Regions from separate parts of the Mus musculus genome. Here region 2 is linked to region 1. The links are chromatin contacts, called in public HiChIP or PLAC-seq maps. All regions are on one chromosome and are shown on one strand. Each heading gives the region's core, a stretch centred on a gene start, on an enhancer-like site or on the middle of the called end of the contact. The rest is flanking DNA. Distances are from core to core; before and after follow the strand shown. Region 1 has its middle 23 kb from the start of Fabp7. Region 2 holds the start of Ranbp2 (RAN binding protein 2).

Region 1 (4,423 bases), core at 1,751-4,250:
GAGGCAATTCCGTGTTTGAGTTTCCTTTTTCCCTGCTATGACATGTTGGCAACTGAAGCTAACTATAACCTAGTAACTCAGGGACATTTACAGAGGTTATAAACCAAACTGGCTGCAGTGGTGTTAAATGAAATTCATAGAATAAGTAAACTATATAAAACATAAAGCTTGAGATTTCCACACAAAGCAGGAGTAGGCTAAAGTAAAGCTTCATGATTCACAAAATTGCAAACCACTAAGTTCCCTTTTATTCCATGTACTTTTTAACATATAAAAATGTACTTCATATACTTGCTAATAGGTGAAAATAAACTGAGTTAGTAAATTTGTTTGTCTGTACCTTAGTTGCTTTTTAAAATGGGTATTATTATCATAAACAGTTCTTATAAATTTAAAGTGTGTGGCTCTCCTCATACAAACTGCTTAAATTAATGCCACAACAAATCCCTGATATAGTTATTATATTCTGTGATCTCTTCTGCTCGTAACAACGTGTAACGTTATTTTAACTCACCAAAAATAGAAGAAATAAAGGGAAAGTATAGAATTTTATTATAAGTCAGTTTTAAACTGGAATTACCTAGGATAGATTTGCATGTCTAGACTTTTAGTTGGAGCAGTGACAGAGCTCTTCCAATAAACTGATTTGCATAGTTAGCACACACCTTAGGAGGGCAAGTGCTAGGCAAATACCAGGAACATTTTTGTGCTTATGTTATCAGTTTTGAAAAACTGCCAGGAGAAACTCCTGGACTCTGTGCTATTATGTTTTACATAACAAACGTGTTTCACAAGGGTTGAGTGGATTGATGACTGGGAGGGTGTGGCACTTGTCTGAATTTGTAAACTGTAGCCCTGCATGGCAGCAAAGGAAAAGCTCAAGGAGAGAACACAGTAAGAAGTCTGATCCTGAGAAAGCTTTTTCATGGGAAATATTTAGAAGGACTAGAGATGAAGCTTACCTTAACGCGTGAACCTAGCATTTGTGAGAGGCTCTAGGGTTGATCTTCAGTGCTGAAAAGAAAGGACTAAGTGTGGTGTTTCTAATTACTGTCCTGCTGAGCAGTAATATCTCAATAATATTCTATATTTCACATTATTAAAATCTTTATCCACATAATATGTATATGTTCATTTATTGTAACTAATATGCACATGCTAATATACTAATATAGTGTTAAATGTGAAATGAATATGGACATTAGAAAACAAAAAACATACCAAGAGTGATATAAAGATAGACAAACACAAACCATAAATTTCTATAGCTTCCCTTGATCATAGATAGCTTCATAAATAAGGCACTATTTCAAAGCCCATTATAATGTAGGAGGGTTATATTCAGTAACAATGAATATAAATTCATATTTCAAAGCATTCTGTCTAATGAGATTTCTTTTTAAAAAATATTTGCTCTTACTTTATGCATACAAGTGTTAACCTACACATATGTACGTGCACCACATGCATGCCTGGTGCCCACCAAGGTCAGAATATGGCTTAGAGTCTCTTTGAACTGGAGTTACTGGTGGATTTGAACTCACATGTGTGTGCTACAAACTGAACTCAGGTCATTTGCAAGAGCAGTGTTCTTAAAGTTGAGCCATCTCTCCAATCCTATTAGAAACTTTCTTGAGCATTTTTCTGTTGTTACAACCATTTATGTGGTTTGAATTTGTAACTCAGAATACGACCAACAAAATCATATACTAAGAGAATAGCACTCATAAGCACTCATTTTTTAGTTTTTCAGTTGTACAAACTATTACCATTGGTTTATTTTAGGAAGGGTATTCAGCTTTCTTTTAGTTTTTAATTGAAATCTACCTAAGCTAGATGAATTCACAGTTCCATTTCTCATTCAAAATAAGTTTTCCATAATGACATAGCTGTGATTACATGCTCGGCTCTACAGAGTTTTCAAAAACATGTTTAATTATGTTTATTTTATATAGAATTAGATACTTTATTTATGGAGTCACAAGCTAGTAAGTTCTATAAATAGAAATAGAAGAAGAGGGGAAGTGTCACTTTCTACAGCCTACTTCATCCTGTGGACACTTAGTGATGAATGGCAAACACAGGGCTAACATCAATTTATACACTCAGTTCAGTAAAAAGGTCAATTTCTAGCCATTCTACATATAAGCAGATATTGACTGTACAAATGCTATTATCTGAGACCTATTAAGTCATTTTCTGACTCACTGGAATTCATATAAAACACTTCTCCAAGAACTCAAAAGCCACATGAGGAGAAGAGACTTTAAAGGCACTAGATGTGACTTCTCAGTCCATACCATAACAAAGTATGTTTTCTGTAGCTGAACTCGATTGCTATTTCCACTTCTACCTAACAGCAGAAAAGTTGCTGTCATTTTTCTACAAATGAAGTTTATGATTATTAAGTGATTTGAGACCAGTAAAGAAGAACTTCTTTCTCCTTGTTCTACTTCCCTATGACATTTCATTTAACATCTGAAGACACGTGCTTTGTTGAAAGAAGCCAGATGCTGGGGCAAAGGGAGAACATATCCTTAGCATGAAAATCTCTAGTTCAAAGTCCTCTTGTCCTCTGAAAGTCATCCCTTCTTTTCAGTTTATTGGATGCTGATCCTGTCTCCTGTGAGAGGAAGGTGATTTAGGAAAGAGTATGAGACTTTTGGTTGGAGTAAAGAATGCTCCAAAATTATTATTTTATAAAATACCAAGAGAACACTGGGTGGGGAAAGTAGTAATCAATACTTTTAAGTTGAAAATAAGTTTGAGATATTTATTATGTATTTAAGGCCTTTATCAGGTAGACTTGTGAGCACAGAAGTCTGGAATTCAAAAGAGAAGTGTAGGAGAAAGTTCATCACAAGTGTATGAGTAACATACACAGCAGGAGTAAGCAGAATCTAGAACTCATCTTAAAAGCCACGGATATTATTCTGTCATCTATCCAGAGAGTGAGTCTGGACTCAGAGAGACACAATGAAAAGACTGATCCTAATGAATCAGCCACATGCCTGTAGTTCTGGCACTTTGAAGAACAAAGCAGGAAGATCATGAGCTAGACATCAGCTGAGAGTGAGACTGTATCTCAGAAACTAAAACAAAAAGGGAGAGGAAGGAAACGGAAAAAAAAGAGCAGTGCTACACACTAGAAGTCAGGAAGTAGAGCTTCAAGGGGTGGCTACTTGTCAGATGATGATGGAACACTTGGAAACAGAAGATGAAATCAATATTCAAATTGAATAATTTAAGGGTCAGGCATGTCGTTGATAACAGTGATTTGCATAGCCTGAAGAACTTGGGATAAGAGAAGTAAATAGGACACTGTACATCTTGACAGACCCTTCAAGGATTTCTATCATAAAGAAGAACCAAGGAACTGCAGCCACGTAGGGGTTTTTGGAGTCATGGAACCATATTTTAAATGAGTGTTCTCATAGCACTCATTTGGAGAGTAAAGAGAGATACTAATGTCACTGGAAGGATAAGGGAGCTGAAAGTCCTCGGTTGGATAGATGTTCTGTGTGCACTTTGACGTTAGGAGACAAGGAACGCAGGAGCCAGGCAGTGAGTAGAATGATATTAACTTCTTAAGGAATAGCCATGATGGGAACCATTGTTATGCTGATAATAAGGAACAAAAGAGGAAAACATATGCACACACTCCACCACCACCACCACCACCACCACCGAGGGAAGAAGAGAGAAAGAATAAGAAGGGAATATACCATTACATCCTACTTAGAAGTTCATGAAGTGGATGACTAAAATGAAGACCATTGTTCAAGGAAAGCTAGACTTTAATTAGAATGTGAAGCTAAACAAACATCTAGATAAGAGAATTGACTATATAAGAGTGTTGCTCATGATGGCCTGTGAATTTCTACAGCTTAGCATACTGAGATTTGTGGGGATCTATATACTTTAAATATGTCCCACCAAATTTAAATGAAACTTAGCATTAAGAAATGGAGTCTGCACTCCTGGGAGAACACGGCTCATAGAATCCACTAAGCAGGGCTCACAGGGGCTCATAAAGATGGAATTGTCAAACACAAAGCCTGCCTGGGTCTGTGCTAGGTCCTTGGTATACATGTTATAGTTATTAGCTTGGTTTTGTGAGATTCCTAACAGTGGAAGAGGGGGTGTCTCTGACTCCTTTGCTTGCTCTTGGGACTCATTTCCTCTTACTATCTTGTGTCATTCAGCCTTGATATAAGTAAGGGATTGTGCCTAGTTTTATTGCATCTTTTAATGCAGTGTTTGGTTGTTATCCCTGAGAGGCCTGCTATTTTCTAAAGGGAAACAGAGGAGCAGTGGATCTGAGGGAGATCTAGGGGGAAAGGTAACTGGGAAGAAGGGGAGGAGGGGAGGTGGCAGATGGGATGTATTGTATAAGAGATGAAAAAGGAAAATAAAAGAGACT
Region 2 (4,165 bases), core at 948-3,447, 690 kb before region 1:
GGTCACCAGGAACACAGAAAAGAAGGGCCTGTGGCATTATTTCTTAATAGAACGCGTTTAGCATCATCTTTTTTAAAAATACAAAAAAAATTGGAAATAAGAATTATGACTGAGCTGGACATGATGGCGTACACGTTTAATCCCAGCACTTGGGAGGCAGAGGCAGAGGCAGGCGGCGGATTTCTGAGTTTGAGGCCAGCCTGGTCTACAAAATGAGTTCCAGGACAGCCAGAGCTATACAGAGAAACCCTGTCCAAAAAGAAAAAAAAAAAAAAAAATTGAACAATGGAACTAGTTAAAACAAAAAATGTCTTATAGTTGTCATACTATCCAAATCAATATAACCAACCCAACCAACCTTCGATAAATATTAAAAAAAAAATAGTAGCAGGATGTGGTGGCACACACCTTCAATCCCAGAACTTGGGAAGAAGAGGCAGGTGGATCTCTGTGAGTTTGAGGCCAGCCTGATCTACACAGTGAGTTCCAGAACATAATAGAAACTCTGTCTCAAAACAAAGAAAAACAACTCAAAAGTCATATTTGAATATGTAGAGACTTTGAAATGGTTCCTAACATAATTTAACAACCATTTACACATTTACATACAATTAATACAATAGTATTAGATACTTTAGTATGCTTTATCTGAAATGCTTGGCATTTTTAGATTTCAGGGTCTTGTTTTTTTAGATTTTTAAATATCTTCAAGCATGTTAGATATCCTGGTAACAAATCCTAAATCTAATATAAACACATTTATCTAAAATGTACACCTTATAGACAGAAACCCAAAAGCACTTTCATATAACTCTTGTACCATGGCATTCTGATTTTGATCCATCAGAGGAAACTGGGTGTAAAATTTCCCACTTTGGGCATACCAGCACTAAATGAACTTGAGACTTTTAAAATCGCTTTGGGGGAGGGGTTGTAGATTTGCTGGACTGGATTATTTAACCTGCAGAAGCCATCTAAAGAAGAGACTTTAAGTAACAACAACAACAACAACAAAAATTATGCCATTTGACTTGTATGTTCATGAACTTTGGTTTATATAGATGACCATAAAACCCTCAGAGACAGAATGTAAAATATATATATATATATATATATATATATATATATATATACACAACTGAATTGGGCGTTTGTAAACAAAAATTGAAGCCCTCTGACTCTTTGTATCTCAAAGTCTGCCCTAAATGTTAACACGAATCATCCTCGGTAACACTAAATAACACTAACAAGGTCAAAATGCCGTTTACTGATGAAGAGTCTATACTGTACCAAGTTAGTTTACCAATGGTAGAACTTGATTGTTCAACACACCCCTCCCCCGCCCAAAAAATAACTGACTGTAGAGCCTCTGTACATCTCTCTCCACCGGCCAACACTCTTTAAGAACCCAAAATAAACACAACGTTAATGATCTTAAACACACACACACACACACACACACACAAAACACGTTGCGAAATAACGTTAGAAATGTTAAGGTATTGCAACTACCGCCTAGAAGGAATTCCGACTAGCAGCCTCCAAAAGGGGTTTGGGGAAGCGGGGCACAGCACTAGAAGACTTAAATTATGGGCCTTCCGTGTCGTTTATGCTGACGCGCCCTTCCTTCCCGCCCTGCTTCGTCCGTGGAGCCACCCACACAACCGTGCAAGCCCACCGCCGCGCGGTGTCAGCCTCCCCCCGAGACACGGCAGCCGTGACAGGGCCTAGCTATCCGGGAGACCGACGACGCCGGGCGGGCGGGCGGGCGAACCCCGCAGAGCGCCCCACGACGGCCTACGGAGCGGAGGCCGAAGAAGCCAGGCCCGAGTGGGCCCGCGGATAGCCATGAAGAGGAAACGCTGGCGGCCGCAGTCCCCACGCCTCCGGTGCTCAGCAGCGCCACGCCGCCCGCGACCGCCTCCACTCCAGCGGGGAGCCGAGGCCGCCGGGAGCCATGACACCGGCGCCACCGCCACCGGACCAGACCCGCTTACCTCTCGGGGCGACGGGGCGGAGCCCTGCACCGAGGCGATGTACCGCTCCACGTCGGCCTTGCTACGCCTCATCGCGCCGCGGACCAGGCTCCCCAGGAGCGGCAGACCAGCCCTGGGGCCTACAGCGACTGCGGGCTCCAGGAGGTGAGCGCCGAACACCGGTGACGCAGCTCCGTCGCGAACGGATGGGCACAGGGCGTGCGGCGCGCGTCATCACTGTGCGCCGCGCTGCGGCCTGGAGCGCCTGCTCGCTGTCACCCCGCCACGCCCGCGCTCCAGACCACGTGACCGTTTCGCAAACGATCGAGACGAACTCCCTTTCCCCGGGAAAGGCTTTATAGATTTCACTGGTGCTACGTCACAAAGCGGACCTAAAATGGCAGTGCCCTAATAAATCCGACCTTTTCGGGTGCTGCATCTGGTCAACACTTGATTTCCTTCTAAAGAGACAAACGTCGTCATTGCCTCCGGTTTCAGCAGAATAAAGGTTAATATTGGTTGAACAGTGTCTTTATGCTTAGATAAATCGGAGTGGAAATATTAGCGTTACGTGATGAGATGCACCTCACGGGGTAGTTGACGGTTAGGGGCAGAGGAGGAAGTGGTGGCTTTCCTGGCAAACAGAAACAGGCTTCACGAGGTTTTAAGAAATGATGACTTTAGGTTTCTGTTTGGGTAAGAATCGAGGCGGCCGTTAGGACGCTGTCAGCAACAATTGCCTTCAGGGGCCTGTTTTGTGACTTAACAATGAGCAGAACAGATTATATTAGAATATTAAAAGTAATAATCTCTTCGTGCTAGAGAGATGGCTCCGCAGTTAAGAGTGCTTGTTGGTCCTCTGAAGGACCGAAGTTCAGTTCTCAGCAGCCGGTTCCAGGGCATCTATCTAAATCCGGGTTCTGACCCCCGTAGAACCCACACACACACGTCCTCATGTACACACACACACACACACACACACAAAGTTTTAAGTAATAGTCTCAAGATTGTGAATAAACTGTCGTAAACGACAACTGCTGAAAAGAACCTTTGTCTGCAAAGACTGATCAAAACCGCAGTGGAGAGGTTAGAGTGGTGCAGTTCCAGATGTTAAATACCTTATTGTCAGATACAAAGGGTACCCCACCCATCCCCCAAAAATGCCACTGACTCCAAAATTGGATCTAACTTAGACTCAGTCTGGACTGTGGAGGATTTCTAGTGGTTAGGAAAAGCCTGCATTCCTTAGTAACTTGTGAAACTGTTTCCTATCTACCAAAGGAGTAATTTCCCTTACCTCTGGCAGAAATGGATTTACAGCTCTGCGCTAGCCCCCAGGCTCCCCAGTCCATACTTACAAGTACTTGTTATACAATTCAAAGCCCCCTTGCCAGCATCCTGGCTCTTTGCTTCCCTCCTCCCCAGATACATATTCCCCCATCTCCCTTCTCTCAGCTTTTCCTGAGAGAGACAACCTTTGTTGTTTGGAATAAACTTTACCTTGTCTACCCAAAGAGTGGCCGTTTCAGTCTCTTTACTGTGCCCCTTGCCCTTGCATACACTTACCTTGGACTAGGTTAGTCCCAGAACAGCATCTTGCTCACCTCTGTGTCAGAACTAACATTCTGTAAACTATAGATTAAAAATCATTGGAATCTATTAACTTAGCAGACTACCAGCTTCTACCAGCAAACAGCCCAAAATGTCAGCAGTGTCATAGGACTATAAAAAGCTTCTCCGCCTTACTGTTACTACATCTCTCATATATCAGGATATATGTTAAGCTTACCTTTATTTATATGACTTTCTTTATTCTATAAAACTTTTTCATGTTGGGTGATGGGGCTTGAGGTAACCTAAATCTGTGTTCCCAGGCTGTGTGCTTTATAAACACAGTATGATGTGGCAGGAGAGGGTGTCTTAGTGAGCCCATGTTGAGGGGTCCCGCTGAGGTGTCAACCATAGGACAGTCCTAGTATATAAAAGGAAGTTTACTTGAGGCCTGGAAGGGAGCAGAGTCTGGAGAAGAGAATAAAGTCAGAGAAAAGAAGAAGACAGTGAAGGACAGAAAAAGAAAGAGAGGAAGAGAGAAAGAAGGGAAGAGACAGGCCGGGGACATGTAGGAAGAGAGAGCATAGATGGAGAGAAAGAGGAAATAAAGAGAGGAGAGAGAGAGAGAGAGAGAGAGA

Evidence for each region. HiChIP or PLAC-seq counts read pairs in DNA pulled down with a chosen protein or histone mark.
Region 2: a contact with region 1 is called in an H3K4me3 HiChIP or PLAC-seq map of bone marrow-derived macrophages, with 2.5 times the contacts expected there. The contact joins the promoter of Ranbp2 here to the enhancer-like site in region 1. A contact is called at or near these places in 6 of 39 promoter capture datasets (the 3T3-L1 cell line, cranial neural crest, liver and 2 more), 1 of 484 Hi-C or Micro-C datasets (Th1 cells) and 2 of 115 datasets of contacts at active chromatin or transcription factors (bone marrow-derived macrophages and pro-B cells).

The regions. Positions count from the first base shown.
Region 1 is chr10:57,759,563-57,763,985 of GRCm38.p6, reverse strand. No RefSeq gene overlaps it. Among named protein-coding and RNA genes, the nearest start is that of Fabp7, 23 kb to the left of the region's middle. Within about 2 kb of position 3,000, at least 19 of the 459 cell types and tissues checked have an H3K27ac peak or open chromatin away from gene starts, as enhancers often do. A contact at or near this core is called in bone marrow-derived macrophages, where this site is marked.
Region 2 is chr10:58,444,884-58,449,048 of GRCm38.p6, reverse strand. Ranbp2 (RAN binding protein 2) reads right to left here and starts at 2,197. Exons shown (of 29, transcript NM_011240.3): 1 at 1,998-2,197. The coding sequence starts at 2,069.